2 separate regions of the Oryzias latipes genome follow, and region 2 is linked to region 1. A link is a contact called in public Hi-C data. All regions are on one chromosome and are shown on one strand. Each heading gives the region's core, a stretch centred on a gene start, on an enhancer-like site or on the middle of the called end of the contact. The rest is flanking DNA. Distances are from core to core; before and after follow the strand shown.

Region 1 (5,855 bases), core at 78-2,577:
GCTCCCGTCATCCTCTACACCTAAACCTGTTAGCACGCTGAGGACTTGCTTAAAAAATCAAGTTTCAAAAAACCTTAAAAATATTTGAGATTCTACTATTTTGGATGCATAAGCTGCTCAGGCAGTGGATAGAGACTTTCGATTCTCCTTATTAGTGTAACACTGCCATCTAGTGACTGTAGATGTTATTACATTTATTTTAGGTGACAGGACATAATGACATTGTTTCTAGAAACAGATGTGTGGCAGTTGTTTGCTCACAAGGGTCTTAAAGACCCACTCTGATTAAAAAATAGTGTTTTCAACATGTTTTTGGTCAAATACAGCATACCGTATATCAAGAAAATATGAATACATTTCTTTGTTTCAAATAAATGAAAATAAACACAAGAGTTTATAGACATAAAACAAAACAGTGTGCTTGAAAACGAGTGGATTGAAGAAAAATCTTGTATGATCCCACACCTCATGATGTGGGTATTTCTATTTACAGTTTTGTTCAAAACATTCACATTACATTATGTATAGTAATGTAACTCAAATAGGAGCCGACAAAGAAATGCAGTTTGGAAAAGATTGGAACGAAAAAAATACACTGGACGGGCCAAAAGCTCCCTGCTTCATTCTAGACGACTAGATCCGTGCACGTCTTCATTTTCCTCACTCAAGATGGCACCTGGCTCCAAACTGTGCGGCTATGTCTTAGAAAACGATACAGATTTTTCCATTTTGCATAGAAATGCCATAGTTCTGATAAAAATACCAAAAGATGAATAGGAGTGGAACTTGGAGGCTTTGTGTGGAGTGCCCATGGTAAAAACCCCTCTACTTATGCTTCTGTTGCAGAAGTGCCAGCTTCTCTCAAACCACTCGCAGCAACACGCTGACGGGGAGTGACTCTCCAGTCCAGAAACTTTCCTACGGCTTCTCACACTGTCTGAATGGCACAGGATCTCAGCTGCACGGCTTCTACAGCCTCCCCAAGACAGGGCAGCAACAGCTCAGTGTGCACGACGGCTCCCCCCAGGAGGCCTGCTACGTCCTGCCGCGGGGCTACAGCTCTGAGGCTCCGCTCCACAGCAACTTCAGCGACCCCGATCTGGAGAATGACGAGGTCTACACCTTCAAAACCCCTTGCAACGCCCTCGCCACCATGCACAGCAACGAGCGCTCGCCTGACAACTACGACTTCCCCACAACGCCCGGCTCCTTCTACCAGATCCCGCGGACGTTTGACAAGAACCACAATGCGCTCACACCCCCCAGCTCGGAATCCTCCTGCGCTCCGCCTCCTAGACCCCCTAAACCAAGCCAGGGGTCAGAGGGGCAGAGGGGGAGTCCCCGCTCAGCTGGAAGTCAGAATGGGGAAGTCAAGTCATCGGTCATCCCACGCAGGAACACTCTCCCTGCTGTGGAGAACATAAGGCTGCACAGAGGTACATTTTCTTCTTCTAAATAAAGATTGTGTTTTTAACGTGTTCTTGGGGCATTTTTCTGATGACCATTGAGCTTAAAATAACATTTCTGAGTATTTCTTTATTGAAATCATGAATAAGAAGCAGACCCAAAACTGCAGTTTAAAAAATAATATATGTATAAAATAAGCTGGGCGGGCCATATGCTCTTGGCTCCGCCCCTATTTGATCCATCTACTTGTAGACGACTAGATCCATATACGTCTTGGTTAACCTTGACCGAGCTAGAATCTGACTCCAAGCTGGTCGACTGGACGGCTCCAGTGTTTTTGTTGAACTGGTTATGTGAGGTTGTGGGTGCTATCATGAAAACAGAAAGCTCTCAGCAATGGAGAAGGAAAGGGGGACAGGGTTATTCACGCCAGCGGTCCCGCCGACAACTCTTAAGCAAATTTTCTAAACCTGCTCTGCAGAAACTATGCCTTAGAAAACGACAGATTTTTTTTATCATTGTTTTTGCCTTAAAACAGCATCGTCATAATTAAAAGACTACTTACTGAAATAGCTCAAAAGTTGATCGGAGTGGGTCTCTAAATCATGTCTGGATCGACCACGCCTCTTTCCTTATGGCTCCTCTGCCTCCCCTTGACCCCCCCCCCCCCCCCCCCCCCCCCCCCCCACACCTCCTTTTTTTTCCTGCCACTGGACAGAAACAAAGGCCTCAGTGTAGGAATCATTGCTTCGTTTAGACGCTAATGAAATTCAAGTCATACAGGCCGATCCGAAATGCCTGGTTCCAGACCGATGAGCCGCTTTTAGAACAGTACCGCTGGACACAGCGCTTGAATTCTTAATTTGCCGTGTTTGTTCCTTTGCCAGGTCCAGGCTCAGGCTTCAGAGAAAAGGACTGATTTGTGACCCTCATTAGTGGGGCCTCTGGCTGTTCACAAACCTGCGCCACAATGACTAACTGTGGTCATATGAAGCACATAATTAGATGTCACTTGTTTATTACATGAAGCATTTCAAAATGTCTTTTTTTTTTTAGTCCAACTAACCTTTTTTTTTTTAGGATTATTGCGACACGTGACTTTGGAATTGTTCCATTTGTACTTTATTTTTTTGTATTTATGGTAATAGAAACGATTGAATTTCTCATTTGTCATGAAAGGCTCCTCCTTTGAAACCAACAACCATCATCGTCTTCATTTCAACAACCAGTCGGTAGAGTCCGTCAACGACGGATTCAGCTCCTACTTGGTGAGTTTATACCAACGCAAAGTCATCAACCACAGAGGAGGAAAGCCTTTTATGTCGCATCCTTGTCTTTACTGAGGGTGAGGAGGCGGCGGCCGTCACATGACCTCTGTGTCTTTCAGCAGCTGCGAGCCCAAGCGCCTCTGACTCGCTCCGACAGCGGCAACTCGGATGACAACTACGTTCCCATGAATCCCGGCTCCTCTCCGCTGAGCGCCTCCCAGGCTGACAATCCCAGCGACATCTACATTCCTATGACCCCTGGACCACACTTTGATTTCCCAGGATTCTCTGCCACGTTGCCTGCCCGCAAGGGCAGCAGCGCCTCCCTGTGCCACCGGCCCACTCGTTACAGTGATGTCACGCCTCCGCCTATTAACCGCAACCTGAAGCCCAACAGGAAATGTGAGGTTTTTTCCCCCTGCGTGTTTCATTTGTGTGTTTGATTTCTGTTTTTCCTTTTTGACCTTGGGTTAGGATGATCTGCACAGCATTCTTTTAACTTGTAAAGCTCTTAGGAACCAACTCAAATGATACACAACAACACCCACATGTTGCCTTTGCTTTAAATGGCGTAACTAGATTTTTTTAATGGAAGATCTGTGCTGGTGTTTTCCACAGCGAAGCCGACGCCTTTGGACCTAAAAAGCAATGGGATCATCGACGAGCTGCCATTTAAGAGCCCGGTTACCATGTCCTGGACACGACCCATGTGAGTCCCTGCTTTGATGTTCGCAGACGTCACGCCGACGACATTTGTTGGGCGCATTGACTGTATATGAGAACCGGACTGAGCGAGAGTGACGTCGGTCACCGTTTTTCCCCCCGATACGGATGTTTTCATGTTGGAGCCAGACGTCGTCAGTAAGCAGTGAGTCGGTCTGAGGCAATGTTTCTATGGCAACCACTCTCGCCAGTCAGAAGGGAGATTGTTGGAAGGCCACACCCCCCACCACTTGAAATCGGGCCACAAGAAAACTGTCAAACGTTCCTAACGTAGGACGTGAGATCCAGCAGGCACCACTTATGTTAATCCAGGCATCTGATTGGCCAGTTTATAACTTAGAATAAAGAAAAAGAATTGGCAGGAAAATGTTAAAAAGGGTATCAGAGCAAGAATAGTTATTCTGACTAATAGAATGACTGAGGAGCCGCTGTTTATTTCTCTAGAGAAGTCTATGGGATTTTCCTTCCTGGAACCAGCAGGTACTTCCTGTTTGGAACGCCGGGGGTACAGTTCTCATAAACGGTTAATGTTTGGGCTGGTTGTCGTTACCGCATGGAGTCATGGTCGCATCATTTCACTGAGCTTCGTTTTCACCAAGAGCTCGTTGTCACCAAGAGTCAGACCAAAGTCTTCCCAAGAAAAAATAACAAAATGCACAGAAGGAATCAGCTTGTCGTTTGGTCTTTACAGAGGTTGTCAGCTGATCTCCTTCTTTGAACCCCGACCTCCCGACCTCAGCTCTGACCAACGGCAGCCTCCCATGGTCATAGCCCCGCCCACACACTCTATAGGCACTTGGCATGTTGGATGGCAGAAACAGCAAATCTGGACTCTTTAATCCACATGAATGTGATTTTTCAAAGCAAACTGAAGCTTTTTCTTTTAATTAGCTTCAGTAGCAGCTAAAGCTCCGGTGTAAAACGTTTGAACAACACTGTCGGTTCTTTTTACAAATTTGATTTAAAATGATCGGTGATCTTCATCGTTCCAGTTGTTTTTAGCACATTTTCATAATAACATTGACAGGATTGCCACCCTACTAAAGCATTAACCCCTTTGCCTCAAATAAAAGATCCACTTTCCATCATTCATCTGTTAAAGAGTTTGTTTGCTTTGTTTATTAGTAGTTTTTGTGTGGCTACAGTATTTCACAGTCCTATTTGGTTTCAGGGCCGCCATGAACTCCGTGTCCTCCCAGCAATGTCGACCCATTTCCACCCAGAGCATCACCAGCACCGACTCCGCAGACAGTGAGGAGAACTACGTGGCCATGGTAAGTCTCAGTAGCCAGAAGGGGAAGAGATCCGAGTGCTACGGGATGTTCTTCCATCATCCTGCTTGCATCATTCCATTAGTTCCTGCTCCGTGTGTGAGTAAAGTCTTCCTCCCCCCTCCTCTCGTCCCAACAGCACAACCCTGTGTCTACCTCCCCGGCTGTGAGCGGCACCAACAGCCCGGCCCCCAGGAAGTGCGGTAACGTAGACTACCTAGCACTGGACTTCCAACCCGGAACGCCTAGCCCCCACAGAAAGGTATTTTCTACCCTCCAACCACATTGTTTTCCACCAAAGCGCTGAGCAGAATCTAAATCTTTGTCCTCCAACAGCCGTCCACGTCCTCCGTGACATCCGATGACAAGGTGGACTACGTGCAAGTGGACAAGGAGAAGACTCAAGCGCTGCAAAGCACAATGCAGGAGTGGACTGATGTGCGGCACTCTGCTGATTCTGCAAAAGGGGTCAAGTCCTGACACTAACTCAAAGAGAAAAACTGTGACCCTGGAAACAAAGTAGACTCAAGCCAAGCATCTCCAGTTGCTGTCAGTCCCGTAAATACTGTTTGGACTAAGACGGAAAACTATGGGCACAAAAAGCCATTACTCACCCAACGCCTGTCCGTCTTTTTAAACCATCACTTCTGCTGTGCACCAATAGCAAGCAGGTCAAACAGTTGAAGCGCCCAGCCAAAGCTAAAAACACAGACTGTTTGAACGTGTTTAAAAAAAAAATCAGTGTTGACCTACTGTTCTGAAATCAAAGATCCTCTCTGCATCCAACCACTTGTCTTGCAGCTTTGAAAGATTGGAAAGCAGATCACCAGAGAACGATCGATAAGTCCGTACTGGACCGGGAGAGAACACATTCTGGCCTTGGGAATGCCAAGATTGTCTTCTGGAACTCAGGCCGACTTTCTCTTTTCTCCTCAGTCTGTCGTTTGTGCTGAGTTTGGAAAAAAACAAAACAAAAAGAAGCAGTGGAGAGATTATTTTCTCTGCAGCCGATCTTTTGAGCTTAGCTCTGCATGACTGGTAGGAGGAGAGGGAAACAATATAGCCATAAAATAAAATAAAAAACAAAAATATGCAAAGCCTGTCAGATGTCCTGATAACCACACGACTGTTGCCTCTGTTTTTGGCTAATATGGGGCCAAACCATATTAAAGAGCCGTCAGGCTGG
Region 2 (6,282 bases), core at 1,548-4,047, 410 kb before region 1:
GACGGGGACCACACACTATTAGGAAGAGATTAAGGCTGTGCGTGTCACATCATGTTGTACCAAAGGAGCCCTGTTCCCACTTCTTTTGGACTGAGGAATGCTGAATAAGCAGATTCTTTTGAACAGAAAGGGATGCCACCTCAGATAAACGGACAGAAGCCATTTTTGGGCGGTGAAATAACACCCCACGTTCAGAAATGTGATTTAAAAGAAATTAAGGGAATCGAACACATGCAAAAGTGTGAACTTCCTCAGCTGAGGCCCATCCCCGCTCTCCCTCTCAGACTTAATGCAACAATAGGAACTTGTTTCCGGGATCTCGGCGTCAGTGCTCTGCGGAGTGAATGACCCACCAGCACAAAAGCCAAGACCTCCCGACTCGAAAGAGTGGCCATGGCTGCCATGACTGGGATGTGGTCACTCTGCCAAGATGGGGGCTGCTGGGAAAAAATAGGAGCTCCTCCACTGAGTCAGGGGGCCGTGCTTCCAAATGGCTGCAGCTGTTTTCTTTCCACTCAAAGAAAAGCCCCGTTATGCCAAAGTGAGGACTCAAACCTTGAGTTTGCATTCAAGCCGTGTTCTGTGAGAGTTACACATGGATTACATAAACGAGACGTCTTTCTAAATCAGTGTTTTTCAACCTTTTTTGAGCCACGGCACACTTTAACCTTGACAAAAATCCTGCGGCACACCAGCATCCAAAAATTAAAACAAAAAAAGGAGAAACTCATAGTCTGTATTGATCTACAGCCCCTCCTCAATCTCACATGCATTTTTGTGATAATTGTGGCTGAAAAAACTGGAAGCTGCAGCTGTTTTTTCTAAAAGATGTAATAAAAGTTAAGTTAGAAGATTTAAAAACTGTTTTATGTGTGTTCGTTGTCGTGTCAAGACGTTTAACAAGGACGACTCATTGTACGCTGAGACACTGTCACTTTAACGCAATGCATCATGGGAGATGTAGTGCAAACAGCCACCAAACGCAGACAGACTCTCTTCTCTGAGCTTCATTGTTTTGTTCACAGTCTGATACCGGATTCTGTGGAAAGCTACACCGCTAAAGACGAGCTTTAGCTGGCATTTTTTTTGGAACTGAGAGACTTTATGAGCAGAATCAGAACAAGGAAGTGAAGAGTTTAACCACCTCTGATTGGTCAGACTGATGACATGTGATTAAGCCTCCAAGAATGATTGGTGGAGACAGTTAAAGGGGCGGGACGCTTCCTAAAACATTATAGCTATGGCTAAATCGCGGTACCGTCATTCTTATCAAAATGTCTTTAATAGAATCAAATAAACACAAAGAAAAACTTATTTTACGATCTTTCATATTCCTAACTACTCAGTGTTTTATCAGGGCCTGTTTGGATGAACAAAGAGCTGATATCCTCGAGATGGGAAATGTTTTTAGATCAGTTAATGAGGGCAATTTCCCACGGCACACCGGTTGAAAAACACTGTTCTAGGGCACCGTTTCGGCCGTGGTTCATTCGAATTTCTACGAAGCTCGTGACCTGAGACAAGTAAAAAAAATCATTAATATATTCCCGTGATAAGTCATTCCTAAAGACGGATGTGAGCAATACTTGGATTAACAGCAGATACCTTCACATTTCTCTCATGACAATGCATGGAAGACACGGAGGATGTTAAGAGGTTGGATTTATGCCATGTTCCCGGATGCCGGCATAGCAAGAAAACGTGCTCCGCAGCCAGAGATCGTTATGCCGCTTTGGCAGCGGACAGCGGCTCCCTGTCTGTTGTCCAGCCAGCCGCCCGGCATAGCGATCGCCTCGCCATAGTCAATGGAAACATCAATGATGCAATGGCAAAATTTATTTTGTTATTGCTTCAAACCAGTTATCGTATTTACAATAAATATGGAACCGGATTCGGTTGAAAATACGGGGTGCGTAAAAGGTCATAGTTATTTTGTGGGAACGAATTCATTTTTTTTTTTTTTTTACCCATGTCAGGTCACGGGCTCCGTAAAATTTACCTCTGAGTTGTTGGCGCAACTGTTGGTGCAGAGCAAGCCCGCCCACCCTTCCTGTCACCCATAACTGAAAGTTCTCTGTGTTATACTAAAGTCCTGTTAGTTCACAGCCACTCACACCCCCAACCTAACATTTGTCTGCAAGTGGACGCATCAGAATGATGAGATAAATGCTACAAGAACATGTTAAAAACATTGAAAACATGATTTTTATGGGAGTGCGCCTGACTCTGGAGCACGTCCTGCTTCCTCCTCCCCACATCCCCCAAGAAACCTCCTGTAAACGCGTTATTGTCTACAACCAGAAGTTTCATATGCAGGATTTCTTAAGGTCAACATTTCTGCTGGCACACCGAGCCGTTCTGCACTTTATTCCCCTTTAATTTAACAGCAGCGGCAGCTTTTCTAGTTAAATCAACTGTTCATTATTGAGACCCCGTTTTACGAAGGGGCTGTGAGGTGCAATTTAATGAATCTCTGGCACAAAGCTCCCTTTCAGCGCCGCGCGAAGAATAGAGGCTATTTAGACCCTGTAGGGCTTTATGTCAAAGGCAGCCCATAATAGTTGTCAGGCCGGGGCAGAAATTCCCACTGGCCTAGGAATGCACTAGAAATCAACTTTTGCCATGAGCAGATTAAGACACAAGCAAGCCATTGGAGGATCCTCCCAAACATTGCCATCTGTTTGGATACATCGATTTTCCCACAGACGTGAAGCTGATCTAAAGGTCACACACGAACTTTTACTGTGAAAAAGTACTTATTTGTCCCTAAACCGAACAATGTATATTCTGTATTAGTGATGGATCTTCTATTTTTTAAGCTATTTATCATAAACGTGGCTTTGAAAACGGTGGCTTTTTTTCAAACCACTTTGGGTTTTGTGACACAGATTTGCACTGAGGCTTTTCTGCTCACGGTTACAGTAATGTCCTCTGGCTTCATGAAAGCCGTTGTGGTTGAAAGCACACACAGCAGTTAGAGCAGGAGGAGGAGGCTCCTGACTGAGGATATTGTCTTCGGCACGGCAGGGAACTCCAGACAAATCCCTCGTACATGCAGGTTGTCACCCACAAGCAAAGAGTTAAGTCCTGCGGTTCCGTGGCCCCTCCTCTTTGATGTTCTGACATCATTTGCCCTGCCCCCTGAAAGATCTACCCGCTCTCCTCAGAGCCCGTCACTTCTGCTCTGCAATGTCTACGAGCAGCTTCAGGACCGAGGGTTTTCATCAGAGGAACAAAGCCATGATCTGAGGGGGCTTCTGAGGTCCCAGAGGACGCCACGGGTGAAGCTGCCGGGCTCAACAGAGTAATGGCTGTTCAGACGGCAATCATGAACCCCCAGTTCATGAGTTTCTGCTTCCCTGGGTCTGTGATGGAGTTCGACGTGGAGAAAAGTCTGGATGGGAGTCTCCTCTGCGAGGCGGAGCAGGATGAGGACTTCAAGGAGACCACGAGGGACCTCCTGAGCTTCATCGACTCGGCCTCCAGCAACATCAAGCTGGCTCTGGACAAGCCGGTCAAGTCCAAGAGGAAAGTCAACCACCGGAAGTACCTTCAGAAGCAGATCAAACGGTGCACTGGCATCATAACACCCGGAAACGGAGCGGAAACGCCGGTAAAAAGACAGAGTTCCCCTGTGTCTCAGCAGAGCTCTTTGCAGAACAAAGTCCTGCCTAAACGGGACGGAGTCCAGGCCAACCTGCAGAGCAAGAGCCTGGCAGCGCTCTTCAGCCCCGTTAAGGAATTAAGAGGCGAGAGAGCGAAGAAGCCACCCCTGAGACACCGCAACCTGCCTCCGTCTTTCTTCACTGAGCCTGCCAACTGCTCTAAAGTCAGCCCCACGTCTGAGGTGACCCTCAAGGACCTGGAGCGAGGCAGCCCAGACTTCTTTGAGCTCCTGGGACCCGACTACAGCAGCATGGTCAGCGACCAGGATCTTTACCCAAGCGTGCCTCTGCGCATGCAGTCGGAGCTGGGAGGCCTGGACCCCGCTTCTTATGACGCCCATGTAGTAGCTCATCATCTGTACACAGCAGACCCCTGGACTAGCTGCTCAGGACCTTCCAAGAAGCTAGGAGAGAACCCGCGTGCAGGCCCAGTCCAGCCCCCTGCTTATTTCCAGTCGGAGGAGGCCTCCGGAGGCATGGATGATAACGCACTGTGCACTTTGGCTTTTCCAAACTTCTTCCCAGACTGCTCCTTACCTCAGGTGACCTATGACTTAAACAGTGGCTACAACAGGTCCAGTTATTCATCACTATGAGGAACGTCAAAATAAACCCAAACCCTGCACAGCGAAGTGTCCTGCATTTCCCCACAAAACATCTGGCACAAAATTCCCACATCTGCTTGTGTTTTATAATAAAATTACTCCAAATGTGCATTCGTGTCTCCTCAGGGGGTTCACTGCAAGAGAGAGAGAGAGAGGGGGGGGGGGGGATATAAATGTTAAAAATGATCATTCAGACCTCGTTTTACAAAAGTAGTTGTCTCACTCTAGAAAGCGACACTAACTGTAGATCAGGTGTTTCACAAAACCACTGAGGCACTTTTTTTAGATCCTGTTAGAAGACGTTCTGTAACATTGCATTACAGTCCAGATAAAAACGTATATTTAGAGATTTTTATTGCTCTGAATTTATTTTCAGCTGGAACATTTACCAATTCTTTCTTTTCTTCTTTATTTTTCAAAGCTTTTAATGTATCTAGCTATTGTAAGATGACAAAATAAAGCTGGTCTTTATTACTGCGTGTGCTTTTGTGCTGATCATTAAACATGGAACGCGTCAATTTCAATATATGTTGGAGGAACTCTTTTGTGTAATAAGTTATTCTGAATAAAGTTTGAACAAAACAAAACATAAAAAAGGGTTTCATATAAAAAATATATTTTTTCAAATAATAAATTTGACAAAACTGGAGTTCTCAGTAAAGACTTTTATATCAAAATATTTAAATTCACACTCATGTTTTACCCTTATGCTCCCCTAAAGTGGCTTAATGTTTAAATATTTGCATTAGCATTGACTTATTTCCATATTTTTACACATATCTGGAGTTAGTCAGTGGAGATCTTCAAAGATTGAAACACTTCAGCCTTGAAATGAATTGTATAGCTCCCCCTGGTGGCTATTGAAGGTTACTTCATTTGCATTGTTGAACAGAGGAAGCCTGAATGTGACTTCATCATTTGAAATCTATAAAATTTCATAAAAATATACTGTTTGGTAGTAATCTTTTCTTAAAGCAGCATTTACAACTAAGGAGTGCTTTATTGACTATTAAAGATTTCACAATAAAAGCTCGCCGTAAGCTTGTTGGTGTTTGTCGTTCTGTGGGAGGATGCATTTTTAGATTCATTTAAGTTAACTGGTTATGTTAATTTGCTATTAATACAAGAAATAACGTTTTAAAAGTTTTTTCTTTTTTAAATCATACTTGATAGTTGGTTATTTCATGCATAAAATCACTTTATTTCAAGCAAAATTTCTTTTTTTCTTCATTTGAGTGATTAATTTGACTTTTCTGCACAAAATTTTGAATTTAATTTAAAACCACATGCTTACAAATTTTGACCCTTTTATTTTATTACTCCCAATATACCATCCTTTTAGTTTAGTTTAAGTGCGGTCTAAATTTTTCATCATTACAACCGTCATTTTATAAAACTTTTCATTTTTTAAAGAGTTTTCTGCTTTCAGCCTAATCTTTCCCCAAGCAATAAAAACTGTTGATTTTTTACTGGCAATCAGTTTTAAGGACTTTGTATATGTAAGATTTACTACATATTTCTAAATTTGTCAGATTTTGTTTTACAAATAGCATTAAAATATATATTTTAATTTTCTTTAATTTAATTAATTAAATTAATTTTCTTTTGTCGAAAGTAGTTATTTTGAATGAAATTATTGTGCTACATCTCAAAAATTCCCCAAATAACACTTTTGAAAAATATTGATTCTATTTCTGTTTTATCCTTGAAACTAAATTTCCTATACAACTCCAGGTGATTTCTGGCCAGTCCCCCTAAAAGTTTTGACTGTTTATTTGTTGTTTAGTAATCAAAAATCTTGAAATTAAATAAACACAACTTTTAAACCCACAATGAAGCTACAATAACAATTTATCTCTCTTTATCTTATCACAAAACGAGGATTCCTTATTTGATTATCTGGTGTTTTGCCGCCATGATGCCCAATATTGTTATTGATTAAAATTAATTTGATTAATTTATATATTTTTTCTTAAGTAATTGTAAGCTACCTTTCTTTTAAAATGCGCAAA

The links. A called contact is a pair of places that touch in the nucleus more often than the background predicts.
Region 2: a contact with region 1 is called in a Hi-C map of embryo, with 1.9 times the contacts expected there. The contact joins the promoter of fam181b here to the enhancer-like site in region 1. A contact is called at or near these places in 3 of 5 Hi-C or Micro-C datasets (embryo and fibroblasts).

What each region holds. Positions count from the first base shown.
Region 1 is chr13:6,586,718-6,592,572 of ASM223467v1, reverse strand. gab2 (GRB2-associated-binding protein 2) reads left to right here. Exons shown (of 10, transcript XM_011482305.3): 4 at 847-1,436; 5 at 2,587-2,675; 6 at 2,798-3,077; 7 at 3,294-3,384; 8 at 4,570-4,672; 9 at 4,809-4,931; 10 at 5,006-5,855. The coding sequence ends at 5,149. Among protein-coding and RNA genes, the nearest start is that of maml2, 9.0 kb to the right of the region's middle. Within about 2 kb of position 1,327, at least 2 of the 8 cell types and tissues checked have an H3K27ac peak or open chromatin away from gene starts, as enhancers often do. A contact at or near this core is called in embryo, where this site is marked.
Region 2 is chr13:7,000,405-7,006,686 of ASM223467v1, reverse strand. fam181b (protein FAM181B) reads left to right here and starts at 2,797. Exons shown (of 1, transcript XM_023961958.1): 1 at 2,797-4,744. The coding sequence starts at 3,308. The coding sequence ends at 4,261.